Regions from separate parts of the Triticum aestivum genome. Here region 1 is linked to region 2. Evidence: chromatin contacts called from public HiCAR-type data. All regions are on one chromosome and are shown on one strand. The core of a region is the stretch at or near the end of the contact, and the rest is flanking DNA. Distances in the headings are between cores, read along the strand shown. Region 1 has its middle 180 kb from the start of LOC123072460. Region 2 has its middle 140 kb from the start of LOC123072458.

Region 1 (6,745 bases), core at 3,136-5,635, 170 kb after region 2:
GATTGGGTAGGTGTAGGATTTTGAGATGAGCATCACTTGGAAATCAGTTTCCTTAGTATTACCTCGACCCCCTTTAACAGTACAGTGTTTCCTATGACTGAAGAAAGAGAAAATGAAACTACAAAAATAAAAGTCCTGATGCTTCATAATCCTCGCATGAACATCCAAGTCTTCAAGGTCACACCAATTTCATCACTTTCAAAGTCTTCAGGAGAACCAAAGTCTTCAGCCGAAGACATTCATTTTTAGGGGTCGACTTTCACTGTAAATATCAAACTCATCATCGACTTCTAGAGCCTATGTACACTCACAAACATATTAGTCCCTTAACCTATAAGTCTTCAATACACCAAAATCACTAAGGGGCACTAGATGCACTTACAAGGACAGATGAACGGATGGTGACGGTGTTCGAGATGATTTACTAATTTCAAGGGTATGACATTGTTCGTTTGATGTCCGATTTCTCCTCCGCAGAAAGTAACCACAAATTTCTCCTTCTCTGTAGGAAGTAATCTCATATTTCTCTTTCTTTGCAAAAAGTAACCTCCCTATGTAAGATTTTGTTTGCTTTTCCTTGACCAAAAAATACAACTATTTGGTAATATCAATTTCTTAGTTAACAAAGGTAAACCGTCTGCAACATGCCAAGTATGTGGATTTAATTCATGTGAACCGAACCACTGTATGATTTTATTCCCAATTTGCAAACTTGACATACGGCATCTTCGCAAATCATTTCTTGTAGCTTCAATCGAATAGTTCTCCTAGATTGTACAGCAGGTCCTCTCATCCAGTAGTTTGATGGGGTTTTTTAGAGCGATTTTTTTATCTTTTGATATTTATTTCTGTTCCAAAAAAGTTAATTAGTGTATCAGACTGAAAATGATGTAAGGGTGGTCTGAAATTATTAAGAGTCACAGTTTTGTTTAGATTAAACTTTCTGCATGCAAGCATGCATGTGTTCTACTCCCTCCTTCCGAAATAGAAGTCTGTTTTGGAGATTTTAGTACGAACTACATACAAAGCAAATGAACAAATCTATCCTCTAAAATATGTTTATATTCATTCGTAGTTCATATTAAAATCAAAGTCATTCACATACATGAGCATACACTACCTCCCTATGGATGCACGCCCGCACACAGTACCCCTATGAGCACCTTCGATAGACTAAGCTGGCAGTCGACTGGATTTTACGAACTCATCATAGACACCTCGTAGTCGATGGGAATGTATCCTCCCATTGAATGAACATCACCGGAAGTCTGAAATAAATTCAAGAATAATGCGAGCAGCAATGTCAAATCTAGAACTTGAACTTTACTACGCTAGGGAAACAATGTTCCCCTAACCATCCAACCATAAATTGGTTCACCCTAGGACTCTACGTGAGGTTCACAATTTTGTTTGGATTAAACTTTTCCTTTTACTGAAACTCGCAGGAGCTCTGCTGTTTATGTTAAACTTGCTATGTGCATGTGCATGTGCTTGTGCATGCACGTGCTCTACTTATCTGTTCATATCGTGCCTTCCCTTTTTAGTTCTATATAAATGAATACTCGCTCCGTGTCAAAAACACTCTTATATTATGGGACGGAGGAAGTAGATTTTAGCAACACTGGTGAATTGATCTGCCGATCGATTGTCGGTCTGTCCCATCAATCATATTACTACTACCGGAGACTGACTGGAGAGGGCATATGCTGCATTTGCCGAAAAACGAGCAAAATCAAAATCGAGTGTGCTTTTGACTTGCGTAAAGGCTAGCTAGCCGTGACTGACTGGTTGATGACACGGCGTTGTAAGAGGGATGGCATACGTCTTGTCTCTGGCCTTTACGCCTTGGAAATCCCTGCCATGAAAAGCACAGGACACTTTCAAAACCTGCCACGAATTATTGGTGCGTAAATTCAGCCACGTAATCAAGTCAACTCAGAGCAAGAGCTCCATGAATCAACAGGCATACGTAGTGCATACGCTTGAGACTCGTCACGCTAGCAAGCTGCGTGCCCGGACGGTCGCTTCCTCTCTCGTTGCATTTTCTCTCATGGACGATGACACCGCGAAGAACAGTGCATTGGCTTGCCTGTTTGTCCGGAAGATTTTTGGAGCATTCGAATTGGATTCTCGCATGTATATGCAGGCCGTTGATTTTTCTACGGTTTGACCTGACCATCGGGCGTGACCCTGACCTTTGAGGACTGCGCTGCCACCGCCGCCTCACCACAGGGGCTTTGCCCCACGGCGTCCTCAGCGACGGCAGCGGTACTGGGAGGTGATGGACGGGGGGCTGAGGGCGGTGTGGACGGGGACTCCCCGGGCCGGCGCGGCGCCGTCGCCTCGAGGGAGAGAGGTCAGGGGAGGAGGAGAGAGGACTTATGAGAAGAGGTGAGAGGTCACGCAAGATGATCAAGAAATACGAGCAGACACAGTAGTAGTACCACATTTTCATCAACTCCTCTGAGGGTAGCTAGCTAGGGTCCTGCTAAAATACTACGATGTCGGTGTGTGTGGCCAAATAACGAATTGATTTTTCTTTTGGCAGTTTGCAACAAGTGCACTGCACAGAGGTGATGGATAGCAGACGTGAGCGGCTGTTAACTTGTAACCAAACAGCTCCAAGAGCGTACAAACCCAAATAAATTTGGGCTCATCGCTGGGCAACTTGTCCGGCTAAGAAACAAAGAACAAAGAAGACGAGAGAAGGGTGCAAAGAAACAAGACACGGAGAGGGAGAGAGATGAGAAAGCGGAGTGGGAACAAACGGACAGCGGCAACCACGCCGTGCCTGGCCTTGGCTTTGTCGGGGAGCAAGCTTTTGGGCGTCGGCTTTGAATTCGTTCACCGGCAGCGGCACCACCTGCTCGTGTCCCCGTCACGAGGCCGACGCTTTTGGTGTCGTTCGATGGTTGCCACCTGCGAGCAGGTCGGTTTCCTTCCGAACCCAACAAAACGCCATCCACAAGCTAGCGACCCCCGAGCCTATCCTATCCGATATGGACGCACTCTATCTATCCATCCACGGTGCCAGCGAATGCTCACAACCAAAAACCACGGGCAAAACAAAGGGATTTGAGGTTTCTATTTTGCCAAAAAAAAAAAAAAACTTCCTCCGAGCAATCCTTACGTTACGAGCGACATCCACGCAATGGCCACTGTCGCACAAGCCAAATTTCGCTACCTGGAGCCGACGTCGTGTGGGTCATCAGCCACTGATCAACCTGGCTAGTTGGAATGCTGTACACACAGAACTGGACATGATCGTCGGCCTATCCTGAAGAATTGCTTGTGATGCACGATCGTTTTACTTCTATCCTTCTGTTTTCTGTGGGATCTCGAGTGGGAAAACGTGACACCTTGATATCTTTGGTATTTGTTCGCTGAGAAAATACCCACCCATGCATCAGAGCTGACTCCACTTGCTTGGATTTATGTGACGGACACGTGCGTGATCAGCGGTAGACCAACTCAAAAGCCATATGGTGGTTGGTGCCACGATCGGCTACGAACCAAGCAGAAATTTCTGTAGTAGATGGAGCTGATTAACCGCTCGCGTGTCGCCGTACCAGCACACCGACAGGCGATAGCAAAAATCTACGTGTGTGTCAAGTTTGTTGCGTGCGATGCGACCGGACGGACACCGAGACGGGAGATTGGTGTTGATCAGGTGATGAGGGAGCAAATCAAAAGGCAGATCGGTATCGGCATGGGATTCAATCAATTCACCTAGAAAGTCTTGCTCGAGTGAGGTGTCTGATTAAACCGACCTGAATTTTGGAAGAACAAATTGTCCCTTGTGCAGATGGCAGGCAGGCTCGCTCTACCAAAGTTTCGTTGAAACCAAAGCCGGCCCTGAATTTCTTCTTGAGAAACATGTGTTCCTACAACACAATGTTCAGTTTGCAGCTACCGTTTTCAAACGCAAACAACACGGCGTTTTCAGTTTTGTTCGCTTGGACAAATGCATCAGGACTAGCACACATGATCTTGCAGCTGGAACTTGAGAGATCTCGAATGGTCTGCACTAAACTCTGAAGCGATCGACAGTCATGCTAATTTGGAGCACGTGTGCACCATGATACTGGCGGTGACCCATGACAGGAAGCCAACAGATATGGGTGTCGTACCGGATGCGTGAACGGTTGGACTAGTCGGCTAAACTAGTACTGTAGGTAGGTACGTAGGTGATTCACCAGATTCGACCAGCGACATGTAGATTTTCTGTTGTTTCCTTGCGTATATTGCCAGTCCACGAAAAGAGGAGGGGACATGGCACGCAAGTTGAACAAGAAATACTCAAGTTCTTTTTTGCAGTGCATACCACATGTTGCGGCAACTCCTCCTAAAGCTAGCTATGGTCCTGCTAAATACGGTGCAGGTGCGGCCAATAACGAATTGATGTTTCTTTTGGCAGTTTGCATCAAGTGCACTGCACACAGGTGATGGATAGCAGACGTGACCGGCTGTTTACATGTAACCAAACAGCTCCGATAGCGTCCAAACCAAATAAATTTGGACTCATCAACTTGTCCGGCTAAGCAAGAGGACGAGAGAAGCATACAACGAAACAAGGCGCAGAGTCAGGGAGAGAGTAGGATGAAAAGGCACGGCCCGTGGCATGGTAGAAAGGGGAGCCGGAACAAACGGACAGCGGGCCACCATGCCGTGCCTGGCCTTGTCTTGGAGCATGTTTTATCAAAAAGGATTCCCCCCCTTCGTATACAAAGCAACCAACCGAATCATACAGGAATAAGTGATGGGGCGGTAGTAGAACAATCATGCCCAAAAAAAACGACAGAGAAAAGCAAAAGAAACAAATGCCGACAACGACGGATCAACAAAAACGAAGAAGCCTCGCGATCGCACCGCCCACCAGGATCTTTCACTAGACTCCATGACTCCGAAGCGCTGGCACCTATCAACACCTCCAAGAAGGATCGCGACGATGACGACGCTGCTGTCAAGGATTTTCCCCAGTACACGACGAGGCGAGAGGAAGGGTAGCCCCGGTCGACGCCCTCCCGGAAGGTCAGGAGGCACCCACAGGCGCCACCGCACCGGTGTCGGCCATGCCGACAGGGGTTTCCCCCGATCCCAATCCGCACCTCAGGCGCCCAGGAGCCTGCCACCAAACCAACCACCACCGTGCGCCAACGCGGTCATGAAGCCCCCATGCCGTCTCACCACGGTACCGCGAAGTGAGGACAGCACGGCAAGGAATCAGAGCCGGGACTAGGGCAACAACCCGTCGGCACGCGGGAGGGCGCCGCCTCCATAGTCAGCGACGGTAGCCATCTGGACGCAATAGCACGAGCACACTAGGCCCGTGGGCCCACAGGCCCGGCCGAGCCCTCGTGGCCCCGTAAAGCTCTCGCCTTCGCGCTGCTGCCGGCACGCCGTCGGAGCCGTCGCCCAAATCCGAGCTGCTCCTCCTCCTCACCGCGCCGCAGACAACGAGGACACGCCCGGGGACCGGCCCGCTAGTACCCAGATGGGGCCCTAAGGGCCCAGATCTAGGCCGGGCGCGCCGCGAGCCAACCAGTGCCACCAGGCCGCCCCGCCGCCAAAGGACGGCGCTACCACCATGCCGGGCCGCCGCCGGTCGAAGGGTACCCACCGCCAGCCCTGACCCCGGGTCAGGAGGTGCGCGCGCGGGGGAAGGAAGGACCCGCCGCCGCCAGCCCGCCCGTCCAGATCCGGGGGGCTCCGCCGGCGACGGCGGGGGGAGGAGCACGGGGGAGGGGGGAGGCGAGGAGAGCGATGGGGGCCACCCCGGCCGCCCCACAGGGAGGCGGCGCGAGCGTGGGGTCGGGGGAGGGAGGGGGTCGTGCTGTTTAGGGAGATCTTGGAGCATGTTTTTGGGCGTCCGCTCTCAATTTGGACGCATCGCAGGATCCTGTGGATGCCGTCACCGGCACCACCTGCTGGTGTCTCGGTCACGAGGCCGACGCTTTGGTGTCGTTCGATGGTTGCCACCTGCGAGCAGGTCGGTTTCTTTCCGAACACAACAAAACGCCATCCACAAGCTAGCGACCCCCGAGCCTATCCGATTTGGACGTACTTATCCATCCGGGCACCAGGCTCCCAACCAAAAACCACGGATTTGAGGTGATTTACTTCTTGTCTTTGCCCCCGGGCAGCTAAGCTTTGGGCGAGCGGCGACGAAGGGGCTGGGCAGGCAAGAAAAGCAGGCAGGGGAGAGCGTGGCACGGGCTGGACTTTTGAGGCCTTGTTCGTTTGTTTCTCTGCCCGCTCTCTCCTGGCTGCTACCCGCAAGCGCCAGCGCCAAACGCGAAGGACAACCATGGTGATTGTCCTCATCCCAGTTGGAGTTACCACCTATGGCGTGGCGTGGTGGAATAGGATCATCTCTTTTCATTTGTGTTTGTGTTTGGCAGCATGCGTCCAAGCGGCATGGCGTGTGATTCTTCAGTATGCCTCTTCTTTCAAACTCTCTTTCTCTCCCTCCCTCCCGTGCACTCTACGCAAGAATCACAAGTTTCGTTAAGATTAAACTTTCGGCATGCATGTGCTGTATGCCTTCCCGTTTTAGTTCAAATTAATACTAAGATTTAGCAAGGCTGAAGAAGTGATTTGCCTATCGATTGGATCATTTGGTGTGGTTATCCATCCACCGGTCGATCTCTCTCATCAATCATATTATTAATGGAGACTGAAGAGAGCTGTCTGCATTTGGCCAAAAAGACCTAAATCCAAACCTTTTGAACATAATAAAATCAAA
Region 2 (6,610 bases), core at 444-2,943:
CGTCCGCACCCCGCAACGCGACGACGACGCTGCAACAAAACAAAAGCAACACGCAGCGCTACACTACACCACGTCCAGTCGTCCTGTCCACCCTCCTGGCTGCGCTTTGAAAAACTGGCTAGCAAACAAGAGGATGAACCTCCGAGGCCTACTGTGCCTCTGCCTGTGTACGTGATGCACGTCATCGGGAGCACAAGTGATTCTTTTACAGTAGTATACGGAAATGAGGGGCGGTGCATGGCTGCTAGCTGGGCATGCAATGCAAACGGTACTCCACCCGGCCCCTTGTGCGTTAACGCTTTGCTGCTGGTAGTATGCAGAAAATGCGTGTGAAAGCGTACAAGCAAGCAAAGCTCCCTCGCTTTGTTTGTTCGGCAGAGTTAAGAGAAAAATCTACGGCCGATTGACTGTCAAAATTTTGAAAACTGCAGTGGTCGTACTACGGCCAGCCCGTCCCAGAAAATAAAAACAAATCCACAGATGAGCGGGAACACGTGGCGAGGGAATGGGGGAGGCAGAGTTTGGTGCGGACCAGGGAGCGAGCAGATTAATGGGTGTCGTCGCCTAGCGTTTTGGCACCGGGTGGTTTGTCCGGTGGCGATGGCGGTGGCGGTGGCGCCACCCACCCTCGCCGCCTCCTATTAAAACACGAGACGGCAACAAGTTTACGGAGGCGCTTTGGTTTCGTTTCGTGTGTCTTTTGGCGGGGGCGACGACGAAAACGGCCCATCATACATATCTACGACCAGTTTTGCGTAGCCGTGCTTATCCGTGATGATCTTTCTGCATTCTCACGTGGTAAATTGTTTATTGTTTTCTGCTGCGTATAGGTACGTTGTTCTCATCCCAGCTTAATTAGTGGGGGCGGTTTCTGCGAAAACCAGCTGTCCACATGCAAACGTACTCTGCACAGTGGTGACACGTATCTAAGCGTGCGTACGTGAGTCATGCATCTATGCAAATCCCCGGGAAAAAGGTGATATATATGCGGTCTACCACGCTTCCAGAAAGCTGCTGGTACGAGTACGAGTGAGCACCGTGGAAAACACCGGATAAATAAGACCGACCGACACAACCGACGAGCGCTACCAGGACAAAAAATCCGTCAAAGCCGGAAGCTACGTACGTAGATTCAGCTGTAGAGGAGCTTCATGCATGGCGCAGTGCCTACGCTCGCGACTCGTCACGCTTCCGCTCTCCTTTCGTTTCCTCCGCCCGGACAACAGAGCGGAGAACACTGGGTTGTCTGTTTGGCCATGTTTGGGGGGATTCGGACAATTGTTGCATGTGCTGCAGGCGGTCGATTTTTCTACGGTTTGACATAATAGTCATACTACTACTACCATGCGCATTCGGGCGGTTGTGACTAGCTATGTTCAACGGTGCTAGCTGCAGTGATCTATGGTACTACTATCAATTGCATTGAATCGGCCGTGAAGGCGTGAAAGGTGGCGCAGTTTAATAGGATGGACAGGTTGCACGCGATGGCACCTAGCACGTTCATTTGATTGATCATGTGGTGTTGTTTTCTCGTCAGCAATGAGTTTTTTTTTATCCCGACAAGTAGTCCAAACGTGGAGTGTCACCAACTTCCTTAACTACCGGTCAAAGCACATACACAAAATATGGCACTGGCATGACCCTGTCACGACCGGTCAAAGCACATACACAAAATATCCATACCCCGTGCACCGAGCAGTTCCCACTTGGGCCTTGTAAATCAAACCAATTTCGTCGTCTTGCCTTGCCCGTAGAGTTCAACGTCGATCGTTATTCTCAACGAGGTGGTGCAATTTCAACGCAACAAACAGACTAGTACATATGCGTGTTCAACTGGTTAACAAATGGTTCTGCGGACGGAAGCTGATTACTGAGCTATCAGTCGCCATGTCTGCTTCGCCGGAAACAAAAAGGAGATCAAGATATACACATTTTATAGAGCCGGCCGTATCATATTAGGACTGTGAATGCGACAACATGGCTTGGTAAAGTCGTCGCATGCATAAACTACACGTACGGGACAAGTCACAGGCCGGGGTACTGATGGGGAGAGTCGAGGGCAGGGTTTCAATCATCACATTTTTTGCCTCGATCGATGTCTACAAGCAGCCTGTTAATTAATTAAGATTTTAATCCAAGAATCTGATTTTTTTTGTACGAGCACAACAAATCTGACTCTAGCACAAGGACAGATAACATCCTCCAAGGAGTCAATGAAATACGTTGCGAGCGATATTCACGCAATGGCCACTTTCGCACAAACCAAATTTCGCTACCACCGTGTGGGTCATCAGCCACTCATCAGCCTAGCTAGTAGTCTGAAGATCTTGTGATGCAGAATCCTGGTTGTTTTCTCTGAGATCTCCAGTGAGAAACGCGACACCTGCATCCAACGACACCAGCCATCCAATGACGGCCCGACACGTGTGTGATCTGCGGTAGACCAACTTAAAAGGCTTATCGTGATGGGTGCCACAATCGGCTACAAACCGAATAGAAATTATTCGGAAACCGGGCCACCCACAGGGTGACGGCGGCCGCGTGCAAAGCGCACGGGCTGGCCCTTCCGGTTTCCCCCACTTCAGGTTAAGTGGGTATTTATCCCTTAACCCCTATTTCTATATAAAGTAACAAAAAGCTATCATTGTAACCCCTGATATTTGATTAATAAAGCTGGTCTTCTCCATACTTTCCTGTGTCATTTACTTTCATGTGTTCGACTACTTCGTCTACGATGCTCGCCATTGCTCCGCAATCTCGGACCGGACTTGCTGACGGAGTTGCGGAACACGTTATCAGCACGCTTCGCTCCATCAACTCTCCGTCAAGCCTGCGTCAAGCCTGCATCATGCAGGCTTTCGTCGATCCCGCGGAGGTGTAAGATCCGAACTCCACTTTTGCAAAAAAAATGGATTCCTCTCGTTACTGCGATTCCGTTTTTGCGATTAGTTTATTTTTCGGATCAATCTACCAATGGTGTGGATTTTCCTCCCAAGAACCGAGCTGACGAATACGTCGCCCCCTAATGTCGATGTTCTTGGATTAAGAGGGACTTGTTGACTGCACTGTATGGGAGTCGGTACAGATCGTAACCCAGATGGTCACGGTACCGCCGCAAAAGCACCTGCTGTGCCACGCGCCATCGAAGTTCCCGATGAACTCGACGAAGATTTTGACATCCCGAAGGCCTATTGCCGCGTCCTGCTGACGACGTCCCGTGATGGCCGCCGCCGCCGCGTGCGACGCCTGCCCCGCTGGCCGGCTCGTTGCCCCGTGCGACGCCCGCCCCGCTGGCCGGTTGTCGCCGCGCCGCGCTGGCTGCCGCACCCGTCCCCGCTGCACACTCGCCCCACCGTGTGCGCTGCTGGCCGTGGCTCCACTGGCCGTAGTTGCCGTCGCCGCACGCCGTAGATCGGCCCCGATGGTCGCCGCCCGGCTGCAGGCCGCCGCCAAGCGCGCGCTGGCCTGGCCGTGGCCGCGCCGCGCCGCGCCCCGCTGGCCGCGCCATGCTACCTCTTGAGCATGCGTTGGTTTTCCCTTGAAGAGGAAAGGGTGATGCAGCAAAGTAGCGTATGTAGTTCCCTCAGTTTTGAGAACCAAGGTATCAATCCAGTAGGAGGCTCCTAAAAAGTCCCACACACCTACACAAACAAACAAGAACCTCGCAACCAACACGATAAAGGGGTTGTCAATCCCTTCACGGTAAATTATGAAAGTGAGATCTGATAGAGATAATATGATAAGATAAATATTCTTGGTATTTTTATGATATAGATTGGAAAGTAAAAGATGCAAATAAAAGTAGATGGAAAACTTGTATAATAAAAGATAGACCCGGGGGCCATAGGTTTCACTATAGGCTTTTCTCAAGATAGCATAATTATTACGGTGGGCGAACAAATTACTATCGAGCAATTGATAGAAAAGTGCATAGTTATGAGATTATCTAGGCATGATCATGTATATAGGCATCACGTCCGCAACAAGTAGACCGACTCCTGCCTGCATCTACTACTATTACTCCACACATCGACCGACTCCTGCCTGCATCTAGACTATTAAGTTCATAAGAACAGAGTAACGTATTAAGCAAGATGACATGATGTAGAGGGATAAACTCATGCAATATGATACAAACCCCATCTTTTTATCCTCGATTGCAACAATACAATACGTGCCTTGCTGCCCCTACTGTCACTGGGAAAGGACACCGCAAGATTGAACCCAAAGCTAAGCACTTCTCCCATGGCAAGAAAGATCAATCTAGTAGGCCAAACCAAACTGATAATTCGAAGAGACATGCAAAGATAACCAATGATACATAAAAGAATTCAGAGGAGATTCAAATATTTCTCATAGATAAACTTGATCATAAACCCATAATTCATCGGATCTCGACAAACACACTACAAAAAGAGTTATATCGAATAGATCTCCAAGAAGAGGAAGAAGAACTTTGTATTGAGATTCAAAGAGAGAGAAGAAGCCATCTAGCTAATAACTATGGACCCGAAGGTCTGTGTTAAACTACTCACAACTCATCGGAGAGGCCTTGGTGGTGATGGAGAGGCCGTCTGTGGTCGATTCCCCCTCCGGCGTAGCGTTGGTGAAGGCTCCAAGATGGGATCTCGCGGATACACAAGGTTGCGGCGGTGGAAATAATTTCGTGTGGTGCTCCTGAATGTTTACGTGGTACGTAGATATATATAGGTGAAGGAAATCGGTCAGGAGAGCCATGAGGGGCCCACGAGGCAGGGGGCGCGCCCACCCTTACTGGGCGCGCCGGCCACTCTCGTGGCCGCCTCGGCTGCTTCTTGACGTCCACTCCAAGTCTCCTGGAGTGCGTTTGTTCCAAAAAGATCGCTCCCGAAGGTTTCATTCCGTTTGTACTCCGTTTGATATTCCTTTCCTTTGATATACTGAAATAGGCAAAAAAAACAGCAATTCGGGCTGGGCCTCCGGTTAGTAGGTTAGTACCAAAAATGATATAGAAGTGTAAAGTAAAGCCCATAAACATCCAAAACAGGTAATATAATAGCATGAATACTTAAAAAATTATAGATACATTGGAGACATATGAAGCATCCCCAAAGCTTAATTCCTGCTCGTCCTCGAGTAGGTAAATGATAAAAACAGAATTTTCGATGTGAAATGCTACCTAGAATAATTCTCAATGTAATTTTTTTATTATGGCATGATTGTTCAGATCCAAATTATTCAAGATAAAAGCTTATAAAACATAAAAATAGTAATACTTCGAAGCATACTAGCGAATAATCATGTCTTATCAAAATAACATAGCCAAAGAAAACTCATCCCTACAAAATCATATAGTTAGGCCATGCTTCATCTCTATCACACAAAATACTCCCCTTTTTCATAACCCCGATGACGAGCCAAGCAATTGGTTCATACTTTTTAACGCGCTTCAGCCTTTTCAATTCTTACGCAATACATGAGCGCAAGCCATGGACATAGCAATATGTGTGGTATATGGTGGTGGTTATGAAGACAAAGAGGGAGAAGATAGTCTCACATCAACTAGGCGTATCAATGGGCTATGGAGATGCCCATTAATTGATATCAATGGGAGTGGTAGGGATTGCCATGCAACGGATGCACTGGAGCTATAAATATATGAAAGCTCAACAAAAAAAACTAAGTGGGTGTGCATCCAACTTGCTTGCTCACGAAGACCTAGGGCGTTTTGAGGAAGCCCATCATTGGAATATACAAGCTAAGTTCTATAATGAAAATTTCCCACTAGTGAAAGTGACAACATAAGAGACTCTCTATCAGGAAGATAATGGTGCTACATAGAGCATTGTCCCTTCTCTCTTTTTCTGTCATCATTTTTTTGGTGGGCTTCTTTGGCCTCTTTTTTTATGGGCTTCTTTGGCCTCTTTTATTTTTATAAAGTCCGAAGTCTTATCTCGACTTGTGGGGAATCATAGTCTTCATCATCCTTTCCTCACTTGGGACAACGCTCTAATAATGAAGATCATCACACTTTTATTGATTTACAACTCAAGAATTACAACTCAATACTTAGAACAAAATATGACTCTATGTGAATGCCTCCGGCGGTGTACTGGGATATGCAATGAATCAAGAGTGACATGTATGAAATTATGAAGGTGGCCTTGCCACAAATACGATGTCAACTACTTGATCATGCAAAGAGCACTATGACAATGATGATGTGTGTCGTAATAAACGGAACGGTGGAAAGTTGCATGGCAATATATCTCGAAATGGATATGAAAATGCCATAATAGGTAGGTATGGTGGCTGTTTTGAGGAAGGTAAATAATGGGTTCATGATACCGGCGAAAGTTGCGCGACATAATAGAGGCTAGCAAAGTGGAAGGGTAAGTGTGCATATATCCATGGACTCACATTAGTCATAAAGAACTCATATACATATTGCAAAAATCCATTAGCCCTCGAAGCAAAGTAGTACTACGCATGCCCCTAGAGGGATAGATTGGTAGGAAAATACCATCGCTCGTCCCCGGCTGCCACTCATAAGGAAAGCACTCAAAGAGCACCCCATGCAACAAATTTGTCACACAACTTTTACCATACGTGCATGCTACGGGACTTGCCA

Evidence for each region. HiCAR-type assays count read pairs that join an accessible place to other places.
Region 1: a contact with region 2 is called in a HiCAR-type map of leaf, with 2.8 times the contacts expected there. The contact joins two enhancer-like sites. A contact is called at or near these places in 2 of 5 Hi-C or Micro-C datasets (both in leaf) and 1 of 1 datasets of contacts at active chromatin or transcription factors (leaf).

Annotation. Positions count from the first base shown.
Region 1 is chr3B:790,898,361-790,905,105 of IWGSC CS RefSeq v2.1, forward strand. No RefSeq gene overlaps it. Among protein-coding and RNA genes, the nearest start is that of LOC123072460, 180 kb to the right of the region's middle. Within about 2 kb of position 4,386, at least 2 of the 8 cell types and tissues checked have an H3K27ac peak or open chromatin away from gene starts, as enhancers often do. A contact at or near this core is called in leaf, where this site is marked.
Region 2 is chr3B:790,732,203-790,738,812 of IWGSC CS RefSeq v2.1, forward strand. No RefSeq gene overlaps it. Among protein-coding and RNA genes, the nearest start is that of LOC123072458, 140 kb to the left of the region's middle. Within about 2 kb of position 1,694, at least 4 of the 8 cell types and tissues checked have an H3K27ac peak or open chromatin away from gene starts, as enhancers often do. A contact at or near this core is called in leaf, where this site is marked.